5 separate regions of the Mus musculus genome follow, and regions 1, 2, 3 and 5 are each linked to region 4. Evidence: chromatin contacts called from public HiCAR-type, HiChIP or PLAC-seq and capture Hi-C data. All regions are on one chromosome and are shown on one strand. Each heading gives the region's core, a stretch centred on a gene start, on an enhancer-like site or on the middle of the called end of the contact. The rest is flanking DNA. Distances are from core to core; before and after follow the strand shown.

Evidence for each region. HiCAR-type assays count read pairs that join an accessible place to other places. HiChIP or PLAC-seq counts read pairs in DNA pulled down with a chosen protein or histone mark. Capture Hi-C pulls out chosen DNA fragments and counts their contacts.
Region 1: a HiCAR-type map of astrocytes shows a contact between it and region 4, with 5 times the contacts expected there. The contact joins two enhancer-like sites. A contact is called at or near these places in 1 of 484 Hi-C or Micro-C datasets (cerebellum) and 3 of 115 datasets of contacts at active chromatin or transcription factors (astrocytes, fibro-adipogenic progenitors and stem cell-derived neural progenitor cells).
Region 2: a contact with region 4 is called in a HiCAR-type map of astrocytes, with 7 times the contacts expected there. The contact joins two enhancer-like sites. A contact is called at or near these places in 4 of 484 Hi-C or Micro-C datasets (cerebellar granule neurons, muscle stem cells, myocytes and 1 more), 2 of 115 datasets of contacts at active chromatin or transcription factors (astrocytes and stem cell-derived neural progenitor cells) and 1 of 9 other capture datasets (embryonic trunk).
Region 3: a contact with region 4 is called in an H3K4me3 HiChIP or PLAC-seq map of embryonic limb bud, with 6 times the contacts expected there. The contact joins the promoter of Patj here to the enhancer-like site in region 4. A contact is called at or near these places in 7 of 39 promoter capture datasets (cranial neural crest, frontonasal cranial neural crest, hippocampal neurons and 4 more) and 4 of 115 datasets of contacts at active chromatin or transcription factors (embryonic forebrain, embryonic limb bud, forebrain and 1 more).
Region 5: a capture Hi-C map of embryonic tail shows a contact between it and region 4, with 4 times the contacts expected there. The contact joins two enhancer-like sites. A contact is called at or near these places in 1 of 115 datasets of contacts at active chromatin or transcription factors (astrocytes) and 1 of 9 other capture datasets (embryonic tail).

Annotation. Positions count from the first base shown.
Region 1 is chr4:97,922,690-97,925,389 of GRCm38.p6, reverse strand. The region is part of intron 2 of Nfia (nuclear factor I/A); the gene reads right to left. Among named protein-coding and RNA genes, the nearest start is that of Gm40208, 14 kb to the left of the region's middle. Within about 2 kb of position 1,324, at least 57 of the 459 cell types and tissues checked have an H3K27ac peak or open chromatin away from gene starts, as enhancers often do. A contact at or near this core is called in astrocytes, cerebellum and stem cell-derived neural progenitor cells, where this site is marked.
Region 2 is chr4:98,107,939-98,110,638 of GRCm38.p6, reverse strand. The region is part of intron 10 of Nfia (nuclear factor I/A); the gene reads right to left. Among named protein-coding and RNA genes, the nearest start is that of Gm34784, 17 kb to the left of the region's middle. Within about 2 kb of position 1,423, at least 126 of the 459 cell types and tissues checked have an H3K27ac peak or open chromatin away from gene starts, as enhancers often do. A contact at or near this core is called in astrocytes, muscle stem cells and stem cell-derived neural progenitor cells, where this site is marked.
Region 3 is chr4:98,394,488-98,397,187 of GRCm38.p6, reverse strand. It overlaps Patj (PATJ, crumbs cell polarity complex component), which reads right to left and starts at 1,362. Exons shown (of 44, transcript NM_172696.2): 1 at 1,264-1,362.
Region 4 is chr4:96,718,399-96,721,098 of GRCm38.p6, reverse strand. No RefSeq gene overlaps it. Among named protein-coding and RNA genes, the nearest start is that of Cyp2j5, 56 kb to the right of the region's middle. Within about 2 kb of position 1,333, at least 60 of the 459 cell types and tissues checked have an H3K27ac peak or open chromatin away from gene starts, as enhancers often do. A contact at or near this core is called in astrocytes, cerebellum, embryonic limb bud and 4 more, where this site is marked.
Region 5 is chr4:98,222,213-98,224,912 of GRCm38.p6, reverse strand. It overlaps the pseudogene Gm12691. Among named protein-coding and RNA genes, the nearest start is that of Gm34784, 97 kb to the right of the region's middle. Within about 2 kb of position 1,417, at least 23 of the 459 cell types and tissues checked have an H3K27ac peak or open chromatin away from gene starts, as enhancers often do. A contact at or near this core is called in embryonic tail, where this site is marked.

The DNA of each region.
Region 1 (2,700 bases), core at 75-2,574, 1.2 Mb before region 4:
AGTAGGAAGCTTAAATGGCAACAAGCATCTTTGGCTAACTATAAGAGAAAAGTTTCCATGTATCAAAAGCCACTCTTCTTAGATGTCTTCTGACTTACGGTGTGCAGAGCCAAAAGCAGGCTCCATGCTGAACCACCCACCCCAAATTCACAGAGTTCAAAAAATCTCACACTAAGTAACTTCTAATTCTAGTTCTGAACTATTATCAGCAACAACAATAGCAACAGCAACAGCAACAGCACCTGTTAGGACCAACAGCTTTTTTGAAAGCTACCCAAGTACCAACCAAACTGCTTGTGCCAATTAAAAGCTACCTTGAAGAATCTGGTCTCAGGCAGAACAAAAGCTAGTCTCTGGTGGTGCTAAGCACAAGCCCCTTTTAAGGAATTCATTTGCTATACTTACTGCCCGCAGAAGCTAATCCATCTGTATATGTTCATCTCAGAAAAATCCCCAGTTTTAAAACTGTATTTGCTACCAGGGCATCCTTCAAATCGCCCCAAGCCCTTCGTTTTCACCTTAGTTTAGGAATCATTGTTTGTATCCATAGCCAAAGTGCACAGTAACAGCTCTACAATTTAAACAGAAATTCTTTTCTTCGGGTTTTGTGTTTTAAGTTCAAACTACTCTCCCTTATTCTCGTTTCCCCAGTTCTTCTGTCTACCTTGGAATCCGAGCACACTATGCAGCCAGCACAATGAACCACCGTGCCAGCAGTAGCAGTCTGCTGCACCTATCCAAGAATTCTTAAAGCATCCAAACACACACACTGTCTCCTGTGTAGCCTGGAGATCCCTATTGAGCTCATGCCAAGTGTCTGAAAAGTTGGACCCTGCATCCGGTATTTACACTAAGCTAAAATTCTAATCAGTACTAACAGCAGTATGTTTTAATTCACCCTATGATTTTATTTCAATCTGCTAAGTAGCACAACTGCCAGAATGCAATTGCTATAAACTTAAGTAAACAAATGCAAAACTAAAATAAATCTTAAACCTGTTGTATATAAAGTTTGTGCCACTTCATGCAAGCAGTACAAAAAGGCACAGCCCAAAAGTCTTAGTCAACACTTTTTGCTCTCGCTTAAAAAGCTCTTTGAAGAAAGTATTGCCTTGTCTAGTCTCCCCACATCTCTTCCAGAGAATTATCTGGTGCACACTAGATCAGGAAGAGGAAACGGCCATGTTATTTTACAATGGCTTTTCACCCCAGTGTCCCTCGAATCGTCTCCTGCCAAGCATGTGAAACAAGAAGTACTCGGTGACTCCTCGAATCTCTGGATGACACTACAAGGACTCGTGCCAAGGAGTTAGTGCCAAGTCTCGCATCTTTGGGATCCACCCCTCTTTCTGGGTGTTAGTTGCATGGGGGAAGGGACTGGCAGAAGTAGAACCTGACCAACAAATTCTGAGAAGTTGGTCACCATTTTGAACCTGCTCAGTGTGCTTAGATCTTGGCAGCCATCTTACAGCTTGGCAACCATTTTGAGGATTTGTTTGGCAAGCTCTCAGAATTCGCTGACACTGTTTAAATAGAATGCTGGTTTAAAATAGTCCATGCTAACCAATACAATGTGATAGCAGGTAAACAACAACAACAACAACAACAACAAAAACCCTCCAAAATACCAAAAAAACAAACAGCAACAACAACAAACCACCACCATCAACAACAAAACCCTCCTTATAAGCCTTGCCAACAAAACAATTTACATCTTCATTTGGGTAATGACATCTCAAATTCCTTAACTTAGAACACATTATGTAATGCAGCTGCTATTCTGTGTCCTTAAGCCGTTAGCAGACAAGCTGTTAAATGATGTTGGAGGCTCTTACCAGGAGCAGGTAAGGAAAAGAAAGGCAGACATGCTCGGCCCCCACAAAACCCACAAATATTATCAAAATGTTTCAGAGTCTGTTCAAAGGCAAGCTGAGAACTAGATTCTAGACAATGGCAACCGAGTGTCACAGACTGTACCCATGGTCTTATCTCATGAGCCCAGGGAAGTCTCAGTCATGTAGTACGAAACTCTCCTTGGGTAAGGAGACAACGTCCACCTCTCAGCCCAACAATAACTCTTAAGGCTCATCTAAACAGAGAAAAGGAAAACTTTGCAGATTTTGGTGTTTTTCAAAACATCTTTGGCTTCACTCTTTCACCTTTTAACATATTTAATTTTGAAGTATTTGATTACATAAAAATAGAAAACCAGAACAAAAACCAAACCAAACCAAACAAAAAACCCTACATTATCATTGAAAGCATTTCTTAATGTCTAACAACTTAAAATACAAGCAGTAACTGTGCACTGCTGGGACCGACATCGTTATAAAACCTGTACAGCTTCCTACACTGGTGAATTAAGTGAAATGACAGTGAGTGAAATTTTACAACATATGGAAAAGGAAAATGACAATCCAATAATCCGAAAATATCTTTTCATACTGAAATAAATAACACTTTACGGCACGATTCAGTAACTTCCTTTGAATGTTATGAATATTTAATAATTCCATATCAACACAGGGAGAAGCTTTATGATAAAAGGACCATATTGTTCATACTTTTGGGGGGAAAACAATCCCCAAACTATTCTTTTATTAGCCAACTATTATTGCCAAATCACAAACAGGACAATAAAGCCTAAAGAATTCTAAATTTTGTGATGGCCAAAGATAAAAGACTAGAGTTACTAAATAA
Region 2 (2,700 bases), core at 174-2,673, 1.4 Mb before region 4:
TAGCAGTTAAAACAGAAAGGTCTGGTGGAAAACTCACTGGTGACCTGGGAGGGGGTGGGGGGTGGGAAGTCAGACTGGCCTCTCCCCTTGCTCCTCATGATGGGTGCAAATCCTTTCTTCCCTCCCCTCCTCTCCCCTCCCCTCCCCTCCTCTCCCCTCTTCTCCCCTCCTCTCCCCTCCTCTCCCCTCCCCTCCCCTCTCCTCCCCTCCCCTCCTCTTTCTTTCTCTTTCTCTCTCTCTCTCTCTCTCTCTCTCTTTCTCTCTTTCTCTCTTTCTCTCTTTTTTTCTTTCCGAGACAGGGTTTCTCTGTATAGACCTGGCTGTCCTGGAACTCACTTCATAGACAAGGCTGGCCTTGAACTCAGAAATCCACCTGCCTCTGCCTCCCAAGTGCTGGGATTAAAGGCATTCGCCACCACTGCCCGGCCAGGTGCAAATCCTTTCAATGGCATATATTTAAAATTCTTTTCTTAGAAAAGATACATAATAAAATAAGATGGCACCTTATGAAGCACCATTGTGTTCATGGGGAAATGAAACCACTGTAGTTCTCGTTCATGTTTCTGTCTACTCAATGTGCCCTTGGAGCTTTCTGCCAGCTGTGGAGCCAGTCTTATGTCCCTTTCAGAAACATTCTTTGTCAACACAGAGAGTTCGCTTAACAAAATGAGCAACTATAGACCAATCTCAAAACTCAAGTGAGGCTAAAAATTGTATGACTTTTTTTTTTTTTTTTTGCCAACTTTCTTCTAAGTATTCTGAAGAATTCAGTATTTTCATCAGAAAACCTACCAGCTTCGAGGCTGTGAGTTCTGCATTGAAAACATCACCAGGGTTTGAGTCAGTCGGAACTGATTCCGGAGGTGAGGGCTAAAGCTCACTCTTGTCGGGGAGATTCAATTAGGGGAAAGTCGGGACTCCTTTGATCCCAGGGATAAATAGCTAAGTGATAGCTCCATGGAGGCATGGTGTAAAATTTCCTGGTCACACAAGGTACCTTTGATTTCCAAAGGCGCTTATAACAAAACAAAACAAAACAAAAACTCCTAGCTCAAACCACAAAACTACTCATCCTGTAGACTTTTACTCTCTGACCATGCGCTTCGGAGAACCCAATAAAGCTGCTTATATCTGGAAAAGAAATCACCCTGGCAAGTATGCATGGCCTAAATCTAAGTGGACAAAAGAAAGATCAGTAAGAAGGAAAGGGGAGGGAAGCAGACCGCAAACCGTGTCTGCGTTAAGTTTCTCCTGATCTCTGACGCAGATCCACTTTCCATATCTGCTCTTATACAGAACAGTCTCAAACTGAGTGGTAAGTGCTGTTCCCAATCTGTTTGCATGCTTTCTAAGGCAGTTGTGAAATTCTGGACTTCTTCAGTGTGGCAGTCCTGAAGCAAAGGCCTGGGACCTGGCGAGTCACCAGGGGGAGCAGTTTTCCGTCCCGTAGTTTCTGCATTCAGGACATTACAAAAATCAGCAGTGCCCTGTACATACTTCTGCTAAAAAGCAAAGCAAAGCAAAGCAAAGCAAAGCAAAGCAAAGCAAAGCAAAGCAAAGCAAAGCAAAGCAAAGCAAAGCAAAGCAAAGCAAAGCAAAGCAAAGCAAAGCAAAGCAAAGCAAAGCAAAGAAAAAAAAAGTTTCTTCACACATCTTACTATTCAGTGTGTGCCTCGCCCACAAGGTTACCCCAGAGCAGCTCTGTAACCCTTCACTGAAATAGGCTTTATTGATTGCTCTGGGCTATTGTTCTCTTTTCAAGTCCCCCAAGTTCAAGTTCATCCTGGTGTTACATCATGTCTGGTTGCTCTTAGCAACCAGACAGACCCAGACGTGACTATCATTAGCAAGAAACCCGCCACTCTCCTCCCACCAACCTTCCAGTGGCTCTGACGTAGCAGGCCCACTGCAAACACACTGAAGTATTTATTCTGCCTAATTTATGACCTACCCAGCAAGCTAGACCCCCGCTCCAAAAACCAACACTGTTGTATATTTAATTAATCTGTCTTTCTTTGGCATTTGAGAAAGTTAGACAAAGGACTAATTATTGTGTTTCGCTCTCCACACTTTTCTTTTGGGGGGTGAATATTTGCCTGGGAAAGAAAACGATGAGGCCCCGCATTGGCCCCTCCCCTTTTTCTTTCTGCCCTTTTGACATTTCATGAAATACTTTAGCTGCTTAAGGGAGTTAGAAAAAAAAAAAAAAAAGAAAGAAAGAAAGAAAAAAAAACCGCACTGTGAATGTTACTCCTTCTGAGTTGGTATTCAGTAACACAAATCAACTCACGACATGTTTAAATTTAAATGCTAACCACACGCTCTCAGAGTTACTTTAAAGGTTAGTTTTTAATCAATAGAAGTTGCTGACTCTGGGTTTTTGAGCTGCACACTGCAACTCCCGGGCTTTTGTCTAATGTTAAAGCTTGGGAACTTTTTTTTCCTTGAGATGATTTTAGCAATGATTTGCAGATACTGGGGCTATTGTGCTCCTACCAGCAACATGTCAATAGAGGAGCTGAGCTGCCCTGTGGTGGGCTGTCAATATGACTCCTAAGGCAGGGGTTGGGGGTCTTTAATAACCCGTGAAAAAACCTTAATTAACCCTTTCAGGTCCAAACCAAAACCTATTCTCCCACTTTTCACTCCTGTAATTTGACCATTAGTACTTATTTCAACATCTCACTAATCTTCATGACA
Region 3 (2,700 bases), core at 113-2,612, 1.7 Mb before region 4:
CACATACACCCTGTTCCCCCTCTCTCATCCCCCTCCTTTTCCCACCTTCACCTAAGTTCACCTCCAGTTTTCCTGTCAACTGCTTTGCTATATTCCTTTTTCGAAAATTCCCTTGTTTTCCCTACAATGAATTTATGTTAGCTCCATACAAGCTCAATGGCTGCGGGTAGAACCAAGGGACGGGACACATCTAGTCAGTATGTGTGTGGTGCTAGATTAGATCCCCCTCCCCACCAGCCAATAATAATCAGTAAGTAGAGTTCATGAAGATGAAGTTCAATTCGAGTGACAACTTCATACAACTCAATTTTAAATCAAATCATTATTCTGATGACAAGTCCACTATATGCCACCAATAATAGCATCTAAATTAGGATGAATCCTTCCACATCCGCATTTATTAACGTTCAAAGTATCTTAAAATTTCATTAAACCTTATAAAGGCCGTTAGAGCCCTAAAATAGCAGGTCACAACTTCACCTCCCATTTTCTAACTCTGCAAAATAAATAGATTCCAGTTTTTATCCCACCTCTCCCTACCTCTCCCTAGAAATAAATGGTGGATTGGAAGCCAGGGGAAGGCTCGCAGACCTGGAATGTGGTCTAGCTGTCTCAAAGGAACTGAGATTATGCTAGATACCCGTAAGCTTCTTCATTGAAGACACAATCGTCGGACACGACGATGAGACCACAGGTTAGATGCAGGTTAAAGACAATCTAGAGAAATCAGGCCCAGCAAGGTGGGGCCTCTGGACCGCCGAGACAAACAAGTTCAAGAGGAATTCGAAGCAGAAGTGGAAAGAGTCCACAGGAGGCAAAGTACAAGGGAACAACAGTCCAGGGAAGATTCCAAGGAGGGGTGGGGCATTCGAAAGGTGGGAAAGATGTGCGTTCCAGAACTTGATTCCCAGCAGGAATCCATTAACTTTCCCAAAGACTTAAGAGCCACCTCCCCAGCTCAGCAGAGAGAGGCCGGAGGGACGCGAGGCCCACTCGAGGCCAGGTCGGTTCCTCTGCTCCCTCCCCTCCCTCCCACCGACCGCGGGGAGGCTCCGCCCCGCTGCGGGAGGCCGCGGGCCGCTAGATCCGCGAGCACGCGCGATCGCTGCGCTCGCAGGCCGGCCAGCCGGGCCTGGAAGTCCGCGCCTGGCTGGCTGGGTGGGTAGCAGGCCGCCGCTAGGCCTGCGAGCTGCCCAGGGCACTGCCCGTGGGCTCGGGACGCGGCTCCCGCGCGATCCCTGCTCGGTGCGCCGCGAGCGTTACCTGATCGGGCGACGGCGGGGTGGGAGCCCCGGGGCTGCGGGCACGGACGGCCTCCTCACCTGGCGGAAGTACAGCTGCTGCCCTCACCTGGACGGAAGTGCGGCCGCCTCCTCACCTGGGCCGCTCTCCACCTCGCCGGAGGCTGGGCGGGGCGGGGCGAACGGGGCTCGAGCCCCCGGGCGTCTGCGCGCCTGTGAAGGGTCCGGGGGACGAGTGGGGCGACCAGCCCTGGAGAGGAGGCCGGAGGCCTTTGCGTCCAGGTACAGAGTTGTGGGCCACCAGCGCTGACCCAAAACCGAGACCCCAAACAAACGACAAGTCCACTTAGCCCCTAGCCCGAGGCCCCTCTGATCCAGCCTTCTTGTGTCCCTTTTGTTTGCCAGATTTGCTGACTCAATGTAAAAGATCGTAAATGTCAATCTGTGTCCCAGTCATCCTAAGGGTAATTATGAGTGTCTTTCTTATTTAGAATTTTGATGATAAGCATTTACATTATTTAATATAGGCTACTCAAAGGCTAAAGAGAATCAATCATCAGATATCTTACTGAATAAATGTGCTATTAGGCACTGTGATTGACAGGGATGAGAGATAAAATGGTATCCTCAAAAGATGAATATAATACAAGCAACAGCAACACTAGGGCATTTGCTGGTTATGCGTTTGATACTTCATGGCTGTGTGATAATTTCAGGGAAATAACATTTGTTAGGCCTTGTAAGAAGGTATGTAATTTCCCCGCTAATGTAAGGAATAAAGAGAAGATATGCATTTTCATCTGTCCTGTTCAACATACTATTGGAAACTTATGCCAAAGCAAACAGCGGTCATGGCTGGGTGGTGGTGCACACCTCTAATCCCTATATGCTCTGGGGTTTCAAGTAGTATTGTGAATCCCTGTCTCAAAAAAAAAAAAAAAAAAAAAAAAAAAAAACACACTAAGAATAGAAATAAAGGGCACACTAATAGAAAAGAAGCAAGTAAAATGGCATTTGTGGATGTCAGTATTAAAGGTAGAAAATCAATGATGACTGGACAAGATGACTCAGTGGGTAAAGGAAGGTGCTGCCCAAGTCTGTTCGCCTGTGTTCAAGTTCTATCCCAGGAAGCCATATAGTGAAAAAACCACACCTACTACAGCAAGTTGTTCTTTGAGCTCCATATTCCCCCAGCACCCCCCCCCATGCCCTCTCACACACACAAATGTAAAAAAATAAATAAAACAAAAAAACCACATACAAGAGAGTTGCTGTGAGTTCAAAATCAGCCTAAGGTACAGAGTGAATTCAGGCCAGCCTGGACTACTGAAGTAGATATCAGGACGTACCTTGTCTCAAAAATAAATACACAGTACATGAATAAAATTTTAAAATCGGTAGCTTTTCATAACAAACAATGGGGCTTGGTAAAAAATGAAATCAAGAAAGTAACCCCATT
Region 4 (2,700 bases), core at 84-2,583:
GAGGAAAGGTCTTGGGCCCAAATTCCAAATGACAAGGGGAAATGGGAACTTATAACCAATGGTCAACAAAGCAGGGGGTGAATACATGGACAATCACAAAGAGGCCTCAGAGGCAGGGGTGAAGTTTCTGAATTAGGGTCATGCTTCATAAAGTCAGACTACATGGTCACAGCACGGTTAGAATTTAGGCAAGAAGGGAATCTTGGTTTGGAGGTTGTCTGTATGCTTATCTGTCTGCTTGTATATATATCATGAGAGTATACTCATTACTTTTATATGAGTAAAAATTAAGGAAATAAAATTTAAATCCATAGAGAAGATTATTTATTAAGGTAACAATGTGACAGTAGAGGTTATAGGAGGTCTGCTATGAAGCCAACAAATTGACATAAATAGTAATATGCTATGATGTCATTACACTTCAAAATGTCATTGTGGCATTTGTTGTTTTTTATTATTTTCAGATAGTGGCTTATTGAATACTCATTATGTGTCACTGTGGAATTCTAATAAAGATAGAGAAATAAAGACCAGTGTCTGTTGGTTGATAAGCTTCCTGCAGTAGGACCTTCCTAAGTGGGTGACAGTATGCAGTAAGCTTTTTAGAGATGATACAGTGGTGTGTGTGTGTGTGTGTAAGAGAGAGAGAGAGAGAGAGAGAGAGAGAGAGAGAGAGAGAGAGAGAGAGAGAGAGAGAGTAACTTTCCAAGGATCACAAACTTCATCTTTAAAGATGAAGAGAATAAAGGATAGAGGCATTTTCTCAGCTGGATCAGACTCTCTCATACCATATAGCCTTGAGCAACTCACTTTTTTAGTAGAGCAACACCATTCCATTCATATTAAATGAGATATTGCATCAATGGCTTAGCAGTGTATCTTGAATGCCACAGAGAAGTACCACAGAGGAAACAAGTATCCTCTATTTTTATACAATTCTTCCCTTCACAACAGGCCTAATTATTAGTTTTTTTCCAGATATTGAAACTAGCGTTTGGATCATTTTCAGAGTGCTTTCCTGGTCAGCAGAAACTGCCTTTTACATTATCCTCCCACCTGTAATTGCTTCTCTTACTTTACAAAATAGGTTGGCATTACTATGCCCATTCTACTGTTGAAAAAACTGAAGCTCAGGGTACTACTGAAATCACTTTGGTTCCAACAGGCCTAGTGAGAGTGACTAAGCCAGGAGTGAAAAACTGTTGTGTAAATTCCAAGTCCAGCAATGCTATGTAGGCCACACTGGCAGCAAACAACTAGTACAACACCCCTGTATGAATGGCCTCATTGTCCAGCAAGACTGGCAGCAAATCCAACATAGCCTCTTCTACTTTGTCATCAGCACCAATGCCCAGATCCTTGACCATGTGGGTCACTGGTGAACACCTACTGAATGGAGCCCACACATGAACATTAGCAAACCCCAGCTGCTTTCTCTCAGCTCCATACCCCTCTGAGCCAGTAACAAGGCATTCTCAGCCACCTGGAGGTGGTATGTTCACAGACACAAAAGCATAACTAAAGTGATAAAATAGTCCAAAGTTTGCTAAGTGTTTTCTAACTTGAAGAATTTCCCAAGATCATTAAGAGGAACAATAAAGATGGGGGTGATACTCTAATTGGGATCAGAAACTGGAGAGCTTTGGTGCCATCTAGGGAACTGTGAAGTTCTGGAAACAAGTGTGTGCTTTTCTTTTCTCCCTCTCCTCTCTGTCTTTATGAGCCTTTCAGCTACAGTTCCAATGCTCCTTAGCAACAAAGGCGAGCTTCCCAGAGCTGGGTGACTCAGGAATGCCAGCCCTTTCCCTCATTAGCATTGAGGGGCCTCATCTGCCTGCGCAGTTGGCCAGAAACCATGCAAAAGGCAAAGTGGTTTGGGGAGGGCCCAGCATTTACCACGGCTTGTTGGAAAGTGGGAAGCTGCCTCAAAAGTTTCCAAACAAAAGGCATCAATATTATTTGTGGAGCCATCAGGCTGCCTGGGACACAATATGGCTCTGGCTTGGCCACATGCTCCCGCCCCAGGTTCTGAGCAAAGACTCCAGGCCTTCCCACATCACATCTTGGCCTTGGATCTTTACACAGTGCATTGTTTCCCTCTCCCCCTTCTGTTTTGTTGCTCTTCAGACTCAGTTTTTCCAAAATGGACAATGGGTAGACTCCAACTGGTAGTGGGGTTGCCCAGAAGAGGGCAATTGACAAAGGGTAAGTGGTCAGATGGTAGGACAATCACTAGCAGATGGTGCTTCTGAGGATAGAGTCCAGGAAAATTCATAGGCAGATTGAGCTCTGACAAAGGCCAAGGGAGATTTATCTTGTAAAGAGCAATTGGCACTTGGTACCAATCCCTAAAGCCCACACACTACTATCCCACACAGTTTTCTGTTCTTGCAAAGGGAGATTTAGACTGAGAATCTGTCTCATCAGAATTCCAAAGTTCTGGTTAGTTAGCCAATCCCCAGAAGATTATAACTGAAGCTCATTTTCTGCTTTCAAGGAGCCAGCTCTAAGCAGAGATTCCTTGGGCTTCCTTGGGCTTGGACACCTTCTGAGATGTGACTCTTCACTATGTGTTCTCTCAGACAAGTCCAATTTGTTCTTCCAAAATCCATCTCTCTTTTCCCTGTGGACATTGAGAATGTAGATTGATGACTCTGCTCCCTGTGCCTGTCCTTTATTGGCAGAAAAGAAGAAGGGATA
Region 5 (2,700 bases), core at 168-2,667, 1.5 Mb before region 4:
TGAAACCAGACATTTTTCTATAATTCCCTAGATTTGTCCGTCTAGTCATTTAATTAAAAATGGAAATGCATTTAATGAAGTCAGTTTGGCTTTTAGCTAATTCTGGCAGTTCCCTGTAATCATCTACTTATTTCCTATTTGTTCCTTAGTGCACTTAGCAACTGATTCTAAAATTTTGTCTTGAAAACAACAAAAACAAAAACAAACCAAAACAACAAAACAACCTTATGAATACGTAGTTTCTTCCAGCTGCCTGCTCCGGGGTGTTGCAATCTACTGTGGCTCCTTCTCAGGGAGGCTTTTTAGCAGCCTCAGCCGTGTGATGCTTGTGGATCCCCAGTGAAAGGAATCCTTCAGGCCCTACTTCAATCCTGTTTAACAATCTGTCCAGTCTTCTCGTGCCCCCCTGTCCAGGGAGAGATGGCGCAAGACACATTTACGACCTAGTTACGTAGCTTTAAACTTTCTAATAGCTTCAGTGAAGAATCAAAAGGGAATGAGGAAAAGTAGTAGTATTTTTTATTTAATATAACACCTCCAAACTATTATATTTTCAGAATATAATTATATAAAATGCCTAATGAGAGCCTTTGCACTCTAAATGCTTAATTAAAAAAAATCGAGCATATATTTTAAATTTTACTCTTTTTTGCTTGGTTTTGGTTTTTTGAGACAAGGTTTCATTGTGTAGTCCAGGCTATCCTCAGACTTTCAGCAAGCCCCCTGCCTCAGCCTCCTGAGTGTTGAGATTGCAGGTATAGTGTCATATCTGGCAACACTTTGGTCTTTAGTAGGTTCATTTTCAGTGCTCAAAAGCCACACAAGGCTGGCTTCTAGAATAGAATGGGTACAGATTCAAACCTTTTCAAGCTCTTGGCCCTACTACTATTATAATGCCTTCATTTACCTTGTACTTCCACCCCATTTTCATGTTTTCTCTCTCCTTTTCAGCATGAAGGTCTTGCTCTGAATACAGCTCTTGCGGAATAAGGGTGGAGTGGCATTGCTCTCTCTTTGTCTATTAATATTAACGAGGGGGACCTTTTACAGTTAAACGCCATAAAGAAAGCTCGTTAAGGGCAACAACATCCCCTAGCACACAACTCTCTCCAGAACTACAAAATAGGTATGGTACAGAGGCCTGGAAGCTAATTCCTTCCAGATGTTTGAAAAGCGAGCAAGACCAAAAGGTGGATACTGAAATTACTAAACACTTAATAAGGAGCTGATGGAACCAAGGCCCCAGGGTTGGCTCAGAAATAAGTGAAACACAGAGACCCTGTTTGTTCAGAGGAACTTCAAAGGCTCCTATAAACGCGCAGGAAAGGTGAGAGGGAAACCACTGCCGAGATCCAACATTCCTGCAAAGTCCAACTGGAGACTCGCCGGAGATGCTTCACTCCGTGCTGAGGAGGACGCAGGGGCAGGTCTGGTGAGCAGATGTCTGGCTTTTGTTTGCACTATTATTATGTACAGTGTGTGCATGCAAGATGCAGCCATTTCTCAAGCTGAGCCAAAGGGGACAAACCAATTAAACTCCCAGTTAATAAAACAAAGAAAATGCCGTTTCTGTACTAAATACCACTCTGCACTCAAACCATAAACCAGCTAATGGGACAGCAGATCCAAATAAATAATATTGGCCACATTCATTTTCAGTTTTCCTTCCGTTGCTCCCTTTAACAGTAGGACAAAACCAGAGGGTTTCCTAAGATTACAATTAAGAGGAAAAAGACCAGCTATTCAAGTGTGGTATCAGTTGAGAAAGACTCAGAGGTTTTCTCTTTGGTCATCCTTACCTGGAAGGAGAGCGGCCTACAGTATCCAAGCCTGTGTTTGCTTTTTTTTTTCTCTCCACTGCTAATCATTGTGACTTGCCAGGCACATGAAGGAAGGCCTCATTTTATAATCTTTCTTTGGGGACTCAGACAAAGAACAAAACATCAGCAGTCAGAAAGGAAGAAAAGAAATCAGATGTGGTCCATCATTTAAGTGAATCAGCTGCTACAGGTGAGGTGGAAGACTCTTTAAACTAGTTACCAATGGAGTTAAAAATGGGAAGCCCTACACTGTTAGGAGCAGAAGCAAAAAACCTGTTGTCTTTGGATCAGGTAGACTTAGTCTGGACTTCTAGCTCAGTGTTTAACTCAGTATATTGCTTAATGTATTAGATGTTTATTTTCATTGTTGTAATAATATACCTGACAGAAGAAACTTAACAGAGGAAAGATTTATATTGGCTCACAGGTTCAAACCTATCACACCAGAATTCACGATGGTGGGGTTGTGTCAGAATGGCTCACATATTGGTGGCCAGGATACAGAGACCTCAGTTAAAAACACATATAACCTTTAAGACCTACCCTTAAGGGATTCACTTATGTTATCTTGGCCATACTCCATGCTCATAACAGTGGATGTGGGAAGATCTATAACCTCCCCAAACTACATGGTCAGTGGATGGACTAAGTAGTCACACACATGAACCTGTGGAGGATAGTTCACATCAAACTCTAGCAATATTTTGACTTTTAACTTCCTCTTCTATAGACAGGGCATGGAAAAAAACCCATACCCACTTTCTAGGACTGTTGTGGGGACTGAATGAGAACGTGTATACAAAATGCTGATCTCCTGGAACCCAGTTTCTGGCCCAAGGTCAGGGATAACTAGCTATACCTGTATCAGCAGCCTATGTAC